Regions from separate parts of the Sus scrofa genome. Here all the other regions are linked to region 1. Evidence: chromatin contacts called from public Hi-C data. All regions are on one chromosome and are shown on one strand. The core of a region is the stretch at or near the end of the contact, and the rest is flanking DNA. Distances in the headings are between cores, read along the strand shown. Region 1 holds the start of NDUFA11 (NADH:ubiquinone oxidoreductase subunit A11). Region 2 holds the start of C2H19orf70 (chromosome 2 open reading frame, human C19orf70). Region 3 holds the start of SAFB (scaffold attachment factor B1).

Region 1 (3,282 bases), core at 428-2,927:
AGTGCCTGGCACATAGCAGGTGCTCAGTAAAGCTGAAGTAATCCAACCAGCCCTGACTTTTTTCCCACCTGGGCCTCAGCACCTCCTTTGTCCCTGGGCACCTGTCTCATCCCTTTCAATCCTTCAGCTACAGGGATTCTTCAAAACGGCTGATATGATCTCATCCTCCTCAAGAACCTGCTGTAGCTCTCTGCACCACTCAGGACCAGCCAATTTTGCCTAGTGGTAAAACAGGCCCTGTTTAAGTTAGCTATTCACGTTTGTGTGACATCCCTCAACCTTACACACTGATGACTAATTCAAATATTTTAGTGTTTGTCAATCCCACCAGTAGTCCAGCTCCACGTGAATGCACGATTTCCCTGGCCGGTCCTCCTTTTCAATATAGGCTCTGCCTCCGCCCACCTCTTCCGAGAAGTCCACCTGGCGGGCCCAGAGCCTCACCGGTCCTTGGCGCGGCCCAGCTCGTCCAGGGCGGCGCGCAACTGCTGGTCGTGGCGGGCCAGGCGCTCCGCCTGGGCACGCACCGTCCGCTCCGCCGCATCCAACCGCGCCTCCAGCTCCGCCGCGCGCCTGTGCACCGCCGCCAGGTGTGCGTTTGCCTCGCGGATTTGCAGAGGTGGCGGCGCTGACATGGCCCCTGCTGCTGTCCAGGCCCGGCCACGCCCACAGGCGGCCCGGAACAAGCCTAAGCCAAGCCCCCTGGAGGACCGCGCCCGCCCTAGAGGTCCGTCCAGGACTTCGGCGTGATTGGCCATAACCCTCTCTAGGCTCCGCCCCCAGGGTGCGCCTTCCTCAAACCCAAACACCCTCACTGGTTCCAGCAACTCAAAACTCCGCCCCTGAGCCCGGCCTAACTCCAAGATTGGCCAAAGTCTTGACAAACCACGCCCCAAAGATGTCGTCACGTTCCAGCTCTGGCCACTGGATTGGTCATCCCTTAGAGACAGGCACCGCCCTACTCAGACGCTAACGCGCGAAGTTGGTCAGAGCCCACAAGCTTGACCACGCCCCAGAACCGCCCCTTAGGCAAAGGTACAGCTCGGGATCAGTCAAGTCCCCTCCAGGTTCTATTTCCGTTCTGGTCACGCCTCAAGCCTAGGACCTCCTACAACCCGCCCAGGAGTTGGACTAGCCACAGACTGGGCACGGACCTAGTCTCCCTAAGAATCCTAGTACTGGAATTAGTACTTTCGCATTAAACCCAAGAACCTGGCCACGCCCCCAAATAGTCGCATGCGGTTCAGACTCCGGTTTAAGACTGGCCACAGGACATGACCACGCCTCCCCACAGATTCTGGCTCTGGGAGTGGCCATATCCCCTCTATGCCCCGCCCCATCTTGAGGTCTCGCTCCTATCAAGTGGAGCCTCTCATCTGTGCGCCTGGATAGGCTTAATACCTGTGATGCTCCCGCCCTTAGGCCCCACCTCTGGGAGTCAAATCTTTCCCGGCCCAGGTCCTTCTGAACTGGAATTAGCAACATTTCACTGGTCCTGGTCGGCCTCAGTTTCCCTCTTCAGAAATCGGCCAGGGGTGCACGTGCACTTTACCGCCAGTTCAGGCTGCAGCACTTGAGCGCTGCGCGTGTCCACATCCGCGGCGCTCAATAAAGTTGCTCGCATGTTGCCTGCCAGCCCGCACGAGAGGATGCGCGCGCCGCCTGGGAAGTCTCGCGAGAGCAAGCGGCGTTCGCCCTTGGGCTCTAGGAGCAGGCGGCTGGTACAGTTCGGGACCAGGGGTTCGCGGTCATGGCCAAGACGCTTCTTCACAAGTACTCGGATATCCCCGAAGGCACCGAGTGCCACCGCAAGGCCTATGCCAGCACCAGTATCGGTGGTGCCACTGGTGAGCGCCGGCCGGGTCCCGAGGGCGGAGGGCGTAGGGAGGTCTTCGGGTCACTAGGGGCTGCCCGAGGGCGTCTTGAAGGGTCTGTGGATCTCGCAGCGTGGCATATGGTTGTCGGGGGGTCTAGGGCGGCCTTGGGACCCTGGGAGGGCTCTTATACAAGGTGCACTTTGTGGGGGTGACGGACAATTTAGAGGGCGCAGAAAGGTCATAGAGTCATTGAGAGCTGCCCGAGGAGGGGTCCCATGGGGACTGGGAGTGTCGCAGAGTGCTATGTGGTCGTCGGGAGCGTCTGTGAGAGAGAGCTTGTGGGGAGGTCCAGCGAGGTTGGAGGACCCCGGGAGGCCATGGTACATGTGACAAACTGGTCACTGGAGTCGTCAGAGTCTCTGGGTGCTGATATTGTAAAGTTATGGTGGAAGCGCTCACCAGGCTCTGGAGAAATGGCTGAGTGGAACGTGGCCAGTTATTAGGGCCAAAGGAGCTGAGGGTTGAGACTTTCCATCTGGGTGACTTTGAGATTATTTGGGAGGATCATGGGTTATTATTGAGGCGTCTGAGGGGAGAAGTTGGCAAAGGTTCTGGAGTGGGATTGGGCCTTTTTAGAGTCCAAGAGAGCTAGGTGGTCTTAGACATCTGAAGCTTTTATTGGGGCCACAAGAGGGGTTATAGGGGCCCTGAGGAGATGATAAATGAAGTGGATCAGCAGCCACTGTAAGGTAGGCCTTGGCAGGGGTGTCAGGGGACCCACAGCCCTGGCATTCCCCTGCAGGGGAGACCACAGAGTCTCACCTCTTCCAGTCCCCTTCCCAGCCTCAGTCTGAGATGTAGAATACGATTTTGGCCACCTCTGTATCTCTAGCTCCTGAAACAGGGCCTGGCAGAATTTGAGTCTACACTGGGAGGCACTTGCATTAGGGTAGAACTAATAAAATGCTACCATTTTCTGTGTATTTAGTAAGATCAACCCATTTTTCAGAGGCGGAAACTGAGGGTTAAGGAGGTGGGTGAACTTCCCTGGAGTCTTTTGGAGCTGGGCTGCAAATTTGGGTCCACTGGTCTGCTCCCGGGGTTGACTGGGACAAAGAATGTGCCTCCAGGGTCCTTATGAAGGTGGAGTCCCAGCGGATGGGTTCTGTGACATCTGCTCGAATAACACGTTGTTGGGATGGTTGGGTGTGTGGTGGGGTCTCTCTCTAAGCTGGGGGCGCTTAGCCCTGGAGGGCTGGGCAGTCTGTGTGGTGGACCATTGTAGGGTAACATTATTCTGGAGGATTCATAAGGGGGGGGATATTGACATTGGGGAGTGCCCAACAGAACTTTATGGAGGGTCCTGGTTGTGTCCCAGGGGAGACTAAAGCAGGAGGGGGTGGCACTGGGGGAGATTAGGGAAGGTGAATGGTTTGGAGGATTTCAAACTGAGAAAGACTTAACA
Region 2 (3,596 bases), core at 748-3,247, 160 kb after region 1:
TCACTCCCCTTAAACTCAGCTCCATGAAGGCTGGAAGGAAACAGAAACCTGCCTCTGTGTTGCTCACTTTTTTTTCCTTTTTTGGCCACCCTGCAGCATATGGAGCTCCCAGGCCAGGGTCAGTTCCAAGCCGCAGTTGCGAACTAAGCCAGAGCTGCAGTGATGCTGGATCTTAAACTCACAGTGTCTGGCTGGGGATTGAACCTGCATCCCAGAGCTCCCAAGACACTGCCAATCCTATTGTGCCACAATGGGAACTCCTGTGCTGATCACTTTTGGATCTTCGATGTCCTAAACTGCCAGACATGCAGTAAGTGCTGACTATATACTAGACTGGCCCAAAGTGATAGGAGGAATGTGAGAGCTGGGGGAAGCTCAGAAAAACAACTTGGTCTGGAGATATCCAGAAGGAATAGGATATGGCAGACAGATGTGCCCATGACACCAGGTTAAGATGTGATTTCAGCTGTGGGAGCTGATTTACTTGTTCCAGGGAGAACGGGCCAGGTGCTTTAAGTTCAGTGGATCATGGGCCTCCCCTGAAAAGGGCACAGGCCAATCATATATCTTGGAGTTTCTATCCTATGAATTCCATGGGGCAAAGAAGAGAGGTAGACTTCTAGAACCCAGGAGGCTGAGAGGTGGTGGCCTTGGGGAGCCCCCATATCTCCAAGCACTAAATCAGTCCTACCTCCTTTGTCCCTACGGCAAAGTTCCATCTGCCTTCTCTCTGGCTCTCGCATCTTCACACTCCCTTCCTCCCACTCTATTCTCTCCAAGCAGCCATAGGGATCTTTGTCCAAAAAAATTCTGGAATGTTCCTTCCTGCTCCAAACCCTCCCAAGGCGTCTCACTGTCCGAAATGGAGACCGTTTCCTCACCTTAGCCCACAAGACCCAGAAGGTCTGGCCGCTGCCTTTCTGTTCATCCTCATTTACCCTACGTCCTATCTATGAATCTTCCAGTTCACAGAAAAATGAACTCCTCGGCCTTACCCATTCACGCCGGCGTCCCCTCAGCAGGGGACGATCTGCCACTTCCAGGGAAAGCCCTGAAGGGCCTCAGCTTAGCCCTCTTTCAACCGGGTCCTGAACACAGCAGCCCCGCAAGGGCTGGGTGATAGCTAGGTGGGTGGATGAACGAATGGATGGATGAAACACCCAGGCTGCAAAGAGGGAGGAAAAGCGGAAACCTGATCCTTACAGAACCGACTGGCCTCCGGACCTCGCCCGGCCTCAGTTTCCCATCTGGACAAAGAGGGCGTGCAGCCCACTGCATGCTCACAACCGCGCACTCACCCACTCAGTTTCTCCCGCCGTCCAGTGGGGCTGGGGTCCGGGCTTGGGAGCCACGCGCGTACCTCCCCGCCCTCGCGGTGTCGGGATGGCCGCCGACCGCGCCCCCTCCAGTAGGGTCTGAGTCACGTGACCCAGAGCCCACCTACTCAGGGGGAGGGGCTAGACTTTTGGAATCTCCGCGCCCGGCGTTGCCGGGCAACAGCCTCAGCCTGGCTACCTTCTATCCCCGCCCCTGTAGTGAAGCCACACTGATTCGACCACGTGACTAAGGCCCGCCTGTCTCCTAAATTCCGCCTTCGTGTTGCCGTGACAACCGGCTTTCCAGTACTCTCTTCCCAGGCCTGCGCTGGTGGATCTCCCAGGTGCCGAAATTTCGTGTGTCACCCTCAGGTCTTACTCCAGACACCCAACTCCTCTTTCCCTCACGTCACCACGGCCATTCCGCTCCGAACTGCATTTCCCAGGAGGCTTGGCCGCTTAAACTAGCTTTCCAGAGCCTTACTGGACGTGACAACTACTTTTCCCAGACAGCTTTGCGGCTGCCGGCCCCGAAGACTAAGGTTCGAGGACTCATTTTGCAGCGGAACAGAAACCCCTCTCTGGCGTCTCGCAGCCGAGACTTCATGTCCCGGAGGCCTTTGCGCCTGACAGGCGACCACGCTTCCCAGAGGCCTCTGCGGCGCCGCGACCGGAAGCGGCGGGCGAGCCGAGTGTCCTTGCGCACGGAGCTGAGTGATCATGGTACCTCGAGTGTGGTCGCTGATGAGGTTCGTGGGGCTACTGGGCGGGCCTCAAGCCCCCAAAATATTTACTTCTGTGGGCACCCCCATCTGGTTTGCTTACGACCGGCTCTTCGCTGCCGTAGTGTCAGGTTTCCCGTGTCGGTTCAGACAGGGTGGAGCTTACCGAGTTCTCCCTCCTGTCGCCGCCTTCCCGCTTCCTAGCGACTCCTTCCCTCTGCATTCCGTACACTAGACCCGTCCGAGTTTCAGCTGCCTGATCTGTAAAATGGGAGTGTCGCACGCGTTTGTTGGGAAGTTAATGTGCACCCAGAGCAGCGTTTGACACAGGAAACGACCAGGGACCCCCGCTGGCTCCTCTCGGAGCATCCCTCTCGGGGCTGGAAGGTAGAAAGCGGTCAGTGGTCTTGTTTTCACTGACCCCTGCCCTCTGCAGGATCTCAAGTGACATTGTGCCTCTCCAGGCTTCAGTTTACTAAACAGAGCTGAGTACCCCTGCCTTTTGTACACTCTAAGTGTTGTGCATGGGAGGGCTCATGCACGCCTCTTGGCTCCCAAGGTGCCCTGTGCTTCCCCATTAGCTGCCTGGCTTCAGGTATGTCACTCTTTGGACTTGAGCCCCCCACCCCTACCCTGTGGTTCCTTTCCTTCCATGCAGGTTCCTCATCAAGGGCAGTGTGGCTGGGGGCGCTATCTACCTGGTATATGACCAGGACCTGCTGGGGCCCAGCGACAAGAGCCAGGCTGCCCTTCAGAAAGCCGAGGAGGTGGTCCCCCCTGCTGTGTACCAGTTCAGCCAGTACGTGTGCGAGCAGACTGGCCTGAAGATACCCCAGGTACCCCGAGCTGGGATCAAGACTAAAGCTTGGTGGGAGCTGGGGTGTCTGCTCTGGGGTGGTCTTTGATCCTGGTCCCTTGATCCTCTGCCATGGGGCTTGTGCTGCTCTCCCTGCCTGTGAGGGCGGATGGGGCTGCTGGGCCTTACTCTTTCAGCAGCCCCTTCTCCCTCTCTCTTCCCAGCTCCCAGCCCCTCCAAAGTTTAACTTTCACATACGGGACTACTGGAATTCAGGTAGGCCCCAGGCCATCTACCTGGGGGGTTGGCTGCAGATACCTCCCACCTTCCTTCTTGGCCATTTCTTTTCGTCACTCCCTGTCCAACTCTGTGTGCACCTCCTGTGGATCTGAAGGAGAAAAGGAGGTGGAGATTCCAGGGAGGTGGGAGCCAGATGGCGCCTCCTTTGAGGGCCTGAGGCCACAACAGAGCGAGTGTGGCCTTTGCCTGTTTTCCTTGCATGGAATTGACAGAGCTGCTGCCTGTAAAAGTCCTCGCTGAAGGCACCTGGCTCTCCCTTTCCACAGGCGTCATCAAGGTGATGTCGGCTCTGTCTGTGGCCCCCTCAAAGGCTCGAGAGTACTCCAAGGAGGGCTGGGAATACCTGAAGGAGCGAACCAAGTAGCCTGTCAGAGGAGGCTGCCTGCCCCAGGTGGGAACAAGGCACCATGGACACCAGACTTGGACCCCATGCTTGAGGGCAGCTCCCAGCCTTGCCGGCTC
Region 3 (3,288 bases), core at 562-3,061, 200 kb after region 1:
AAGTTAGTATCCATACTGAAAGAAACACAGGCTTTCTGAGTTAGACCCAACTGACTCAAGGGAAGTAATTCACCACTCCCAAGCCTGAGCTTCTCAACCAGATAATAGAAAATAATCCCCATTTCCTCTAAATAGCAATTAATAAATAACCCCCCAATCCTCAGTTGTTTGGGAGGCAGGAGGGTGGAATGAGTCACAAACCGCACCGTCTGGAGGGCTTGGGGGTGGGGTGGGGGGTGTTGGATTAAGTGGCAAGGCTTAGCGATTACACGGAAGACCCAAGACAAGTGTCTCTAGGTTGCAAAAAGGCAAAGAAAGAAGCCACAGGAATAAAGCAAACCATAGGGTGAAACAGAAAGGCGCCAACATTTACTTAAACTCACTGCTCTTCACACGCATCCCTCAGAACCCCTCAAGACAGGGGTTAGAACCACCCTCTGCCGCTTGCCAATATCAAACGGTGGCACAGAAAGAAAAGTGACTTGTAACAGCGATCCTACTACCTCTGAGTGTTTACATGTGCTAGGCAACACGCCAAGCCTGTTTCATGCCATCTTACTTAATCCTAGCACGGAAGAACTATTACTTTCCTCTTCGAACACAAAAAGAAACAGGATCGAGAAGGGGTAGTAAATGTCTTCCATGCCCAAGATCAGGCCCCTGGGCCTGGCAGGGGCCTGATCTCTCCCCAACCCTCTATGTTCTATCTCGCGATTGCTAACTGCACTTCCCTTTGCATGCTGTGTCCCCGAGTCCGTGCTGGAAGGTCCCTAAGCCGTTTTTTCTCTCTCTTGGAAGATTTTTTTCGGAACGATTACTTTAACAGTTCATTCAAGGCTTCTAGGCCATAACGGATCAAGGAGCATCTATCTTCCCAAAGGAGAACCGCGCGGCCCGCACGGGCTCAGGGAATCAGACGGCTTGGGTTCAAATCCCCACCTCCCCACTCGGGTCGAATGACCTTGGCCCAGTCCCCACGCCGCGGAGGAAATGAGGATTTCAAGGTTCCGCGTCCACTTTCGCAGACTGGGATGAAACCAACCAAAAAAAAAATCCCTAAAAAACAGTGAATGATGCGGAAAACACAGGCCTTAGCCGATGTCACCCGTCACCCCAAACTTCCCCCGTTCGCTTCCCCAGTCTCGCCCCGATGCGACTCTAGACTTCGAACCTGGAGCTCCCGCCGGAGCCAGAGAGAAGCCGGGAGAAGCGCTGAGCGCCAGGCCCAAAGCAGGCCGCAGACAGGGCCGGGGGCGGACCCCGAGGCCAGGACGCCACCGTCGTGGCTGCCGGGGTCCCCCAACCCACTTCCTGCCCACCCCCAAGGCCCCGGCTCCACCTTTTTGAGCCGCTCCATCAAAACGCTCTTGTTGCCGCTCGAGTCCAGATTCCGTTTCCTCAGCTCCGCCCGCAGATCAATCACCCGCAGGTCGCTGAGGCGCCGCGTCCCGGTCTCCGACGAGGCGGAACTCAGAGCGGCTGCGCCCGCCGCACTCGAATCGCCTAGGCCTGACAGAGCCTCCGCCATTCCAGGGACCCTGGCTCCGCCGCCCACTTCACACAGAACCGGGCAGGATTTATCTCGGCTTCTAGCACAAAATGGCGCCGCCTGCGAGGGAACCGCTCCAGCCGCCCCGGCGCGCCTCGCTCCTGCGCAGGCGCACCCGGCGCGGGTTCGACGCTCCCGGTCGCGTCTGCCCATGCGTGGTGAGAGACTTGGGGAACTGCGCGCAGGCGTGTTGCGTTTTGCTGGCCTCCCGCCGCGATCAGCCGGCACACATGCGTACTGCAGTTACGGCGCCTGCGCGTTGTGCCGGGTCACGTGCGTTTGGTCGACGCGCTAGCGTGCTTGCTGCTAAGAATCCCGGTAGGGGCCGCACGCATGCGCTGCCGGAAAAACTGGGCGGGAGGAAGCGAGTGCGTTTTCCTCGCCGGCGGCGCCATTTTGTGTTCAGAGCCGCTACTGCCGCCGGCGGTGTGAGGAGTAGGTGGCGGAGACGGGGTGCCCGGGATGGCGGAGTCTCCGGCAGGGTCCGGTGACTCGGGTTCTGGCACGGCCAGTGTCGTCTCGGGCGCTTCAGAAGCCGGGACGCGGCGGCTCAGCGATCTGCGGGTGATCGATCTGCGGGCGGAGCTGAAGAAGCGGAACCTGGACACGGGTGGCAACAAGAGCGTCCTGATGGAGCGACTCAAGAAGGTGAGGCAACCAGGGGCCCTGGGGTGGCGCAGGAAGCTGGGGCACGCCCCCGAGCGGGCCTGTCACCGTGACTCCCGGGCCCGGGGCGCCTCCGGCCCGCTTCTCGTGGCCGAACCCAGCCCGAGCTGTCAGGGACCGCGGGGATCCGGCTGTGTGACCTTGGCTCGTCACCGCTTCTCTCTGTGTCTTACCTCCTCCTTTTTTTCTAGTTAGTCGTTTCAAGAGCGCTGAAAGCCCACTATAGCTGCAGGGTGGCTTCTAGACTGCACCCGGGGTTTGGGTTGGAGACTGTTTGTGTGACCTTGGACAAGTGCTTTCCGTTACTTGCTCTTGTTTCTTGTCTTGGAGATCCAAGAGAGAAAGATCCTTTGAGGTTTTCTGTCTTGGAGAGGTTTTCTTTCTTGGAGATCCAAGACTGAAGATCCTTTGAGATTTCTCGGGGTGGAGGGTGCTTTGCTGGGTCCTGCCCCAGGACCTTTGTTCCTCCCTTGCTTTTCCCCCGGACTGCTCCTCTCCCAGGTCAACAACTGTCTGGCGCCTTGTCATTTTGGGGTCTGAGATGTCGAGTCGCCGACCAGCCTCCCTAAGTTCTGCTGCACTTCCCTGACTCCATATCGCACCATCCTGTGTTTATTGCTCCCACCTCAGGGGCACTTGACACAAACTGGGGCGGGGCGTTGTCATTTCCCAAGTCAGAACTAGCTTCTTGAGGATCAGGACCTTGTGAGTTCCCTGGGTTCGCCGCGCCTCCCCAGGCCCAGAAGGCACTGGGATACTTGTTGAGTGGAACCACTAACCTCTCCTCTACCCAGGTTGATGGGTGTTTTTCTACCTCAGGTCAAAGATGGCTGGGTTGACCAGCTCCTCAGCCCTTTGCCCCTGCCGCCTTTCTGCCTGTTACTTTGTTGACTTAGAGCAGAGGCATTTTGGAGGTTAGGGGTCATTTTGGAACTTGTCATTGACCCTGTTTCTGAACTGTCTGTCTTTTGGGTGAGGAGCCCAGAAAGAACTAGGGGGTACTGGGATCATCCTGTGCCTTTGGGGTTTGCAGCCCAGATAGCAGAACCAGACTTGTTTTTTGCAAGGAAAGG

The links. Hi-C and Micro-C count contacts between places; a contact is called where the count stands out from the background.
Region 2: a contact with region 1 is called in a Hi-C map of liver, with 5 times the contacts expected there. The contact joins the promoter of C2H19orf70 here to the promoter of NDUFA11 in region 1. A contact is called at or near these places in 5 of 47 Hi-C or Micro-C datasets (embryonic fibroblasts, epiblast stem cells, heart right ventricle and 2 more) and 1 of 2 datasets of contacts at active chromatin or transcription factors (alveolar macrophages).
Region 3: a Hi-C map of liver shows a contact between it and region 1, with 2.9 times the contacts expected there. The contact joins the promoter of SAFB here to the promoter of NDUFA11 in region 1. A contact is called at or near these places in 3 of 47 Hi-C or Micro-C datasets (blood, heart right ventricle and liver) and 1 of 2 datasets of contacts at active chromatin or transcription factors (alveolar macrophages).

What each region holds. Positions count from the first base shown.
Region 1 is chr2:73,129,352-73,132,633 of Sscrofa11.1, forward strand. NDUFA11 (NADH:ubiquinone oxidoreductase subunit A11) reads left to right here and starts at 1,678. Exons shown (of 4, transcript NM_001244924.1): 1 at 1,678-1,847. The coding sequence starts at 1,751.
Region 2 is chr2:73,293,215-73,296,810 of Sscrofa11.1, forward strand. C2H19orf70 (chromosome 2 open reading frame, human C19orf70) reads left to right here and starts at 1,998. Exons shown (of 4, transcript NM_001097463.2): 1 at 1,998-2,065; 2 at 2,697-2,874; 3 at 3,059-3,110; 4 at 3,401-3,596. The coding sequence starts at 2,037. The coding sequence ends at 3,498. HSD11B1L (hydroxysteroid 11-beta-dehydrogenase 1-like protein) reads right to left here and starts at 1,463. Exons shown (of 9, transcript XM_013994748.2): 1 at 1,299-1,463; 2 at 996-1,165. The coding sequence starts at 999.
Region 3 is chr2:73,332,683-73,335,970 of Sscrofa11.1, forward strand. It overlaps SAFB (scaffold attachment factor B1), which reads right to left and starts at 1,812. Exons shown (of 21, transcript XM_021084024.1): 1 at 1,340-1,812. The coding sequence starts at 1,702. It overlaps SAFB2 (scaffold attachment factor B2), which reads left to right and starts at 1,860. Exons shown (of 18, transcript XR_002341685.1): 1 at 1,860-2,197.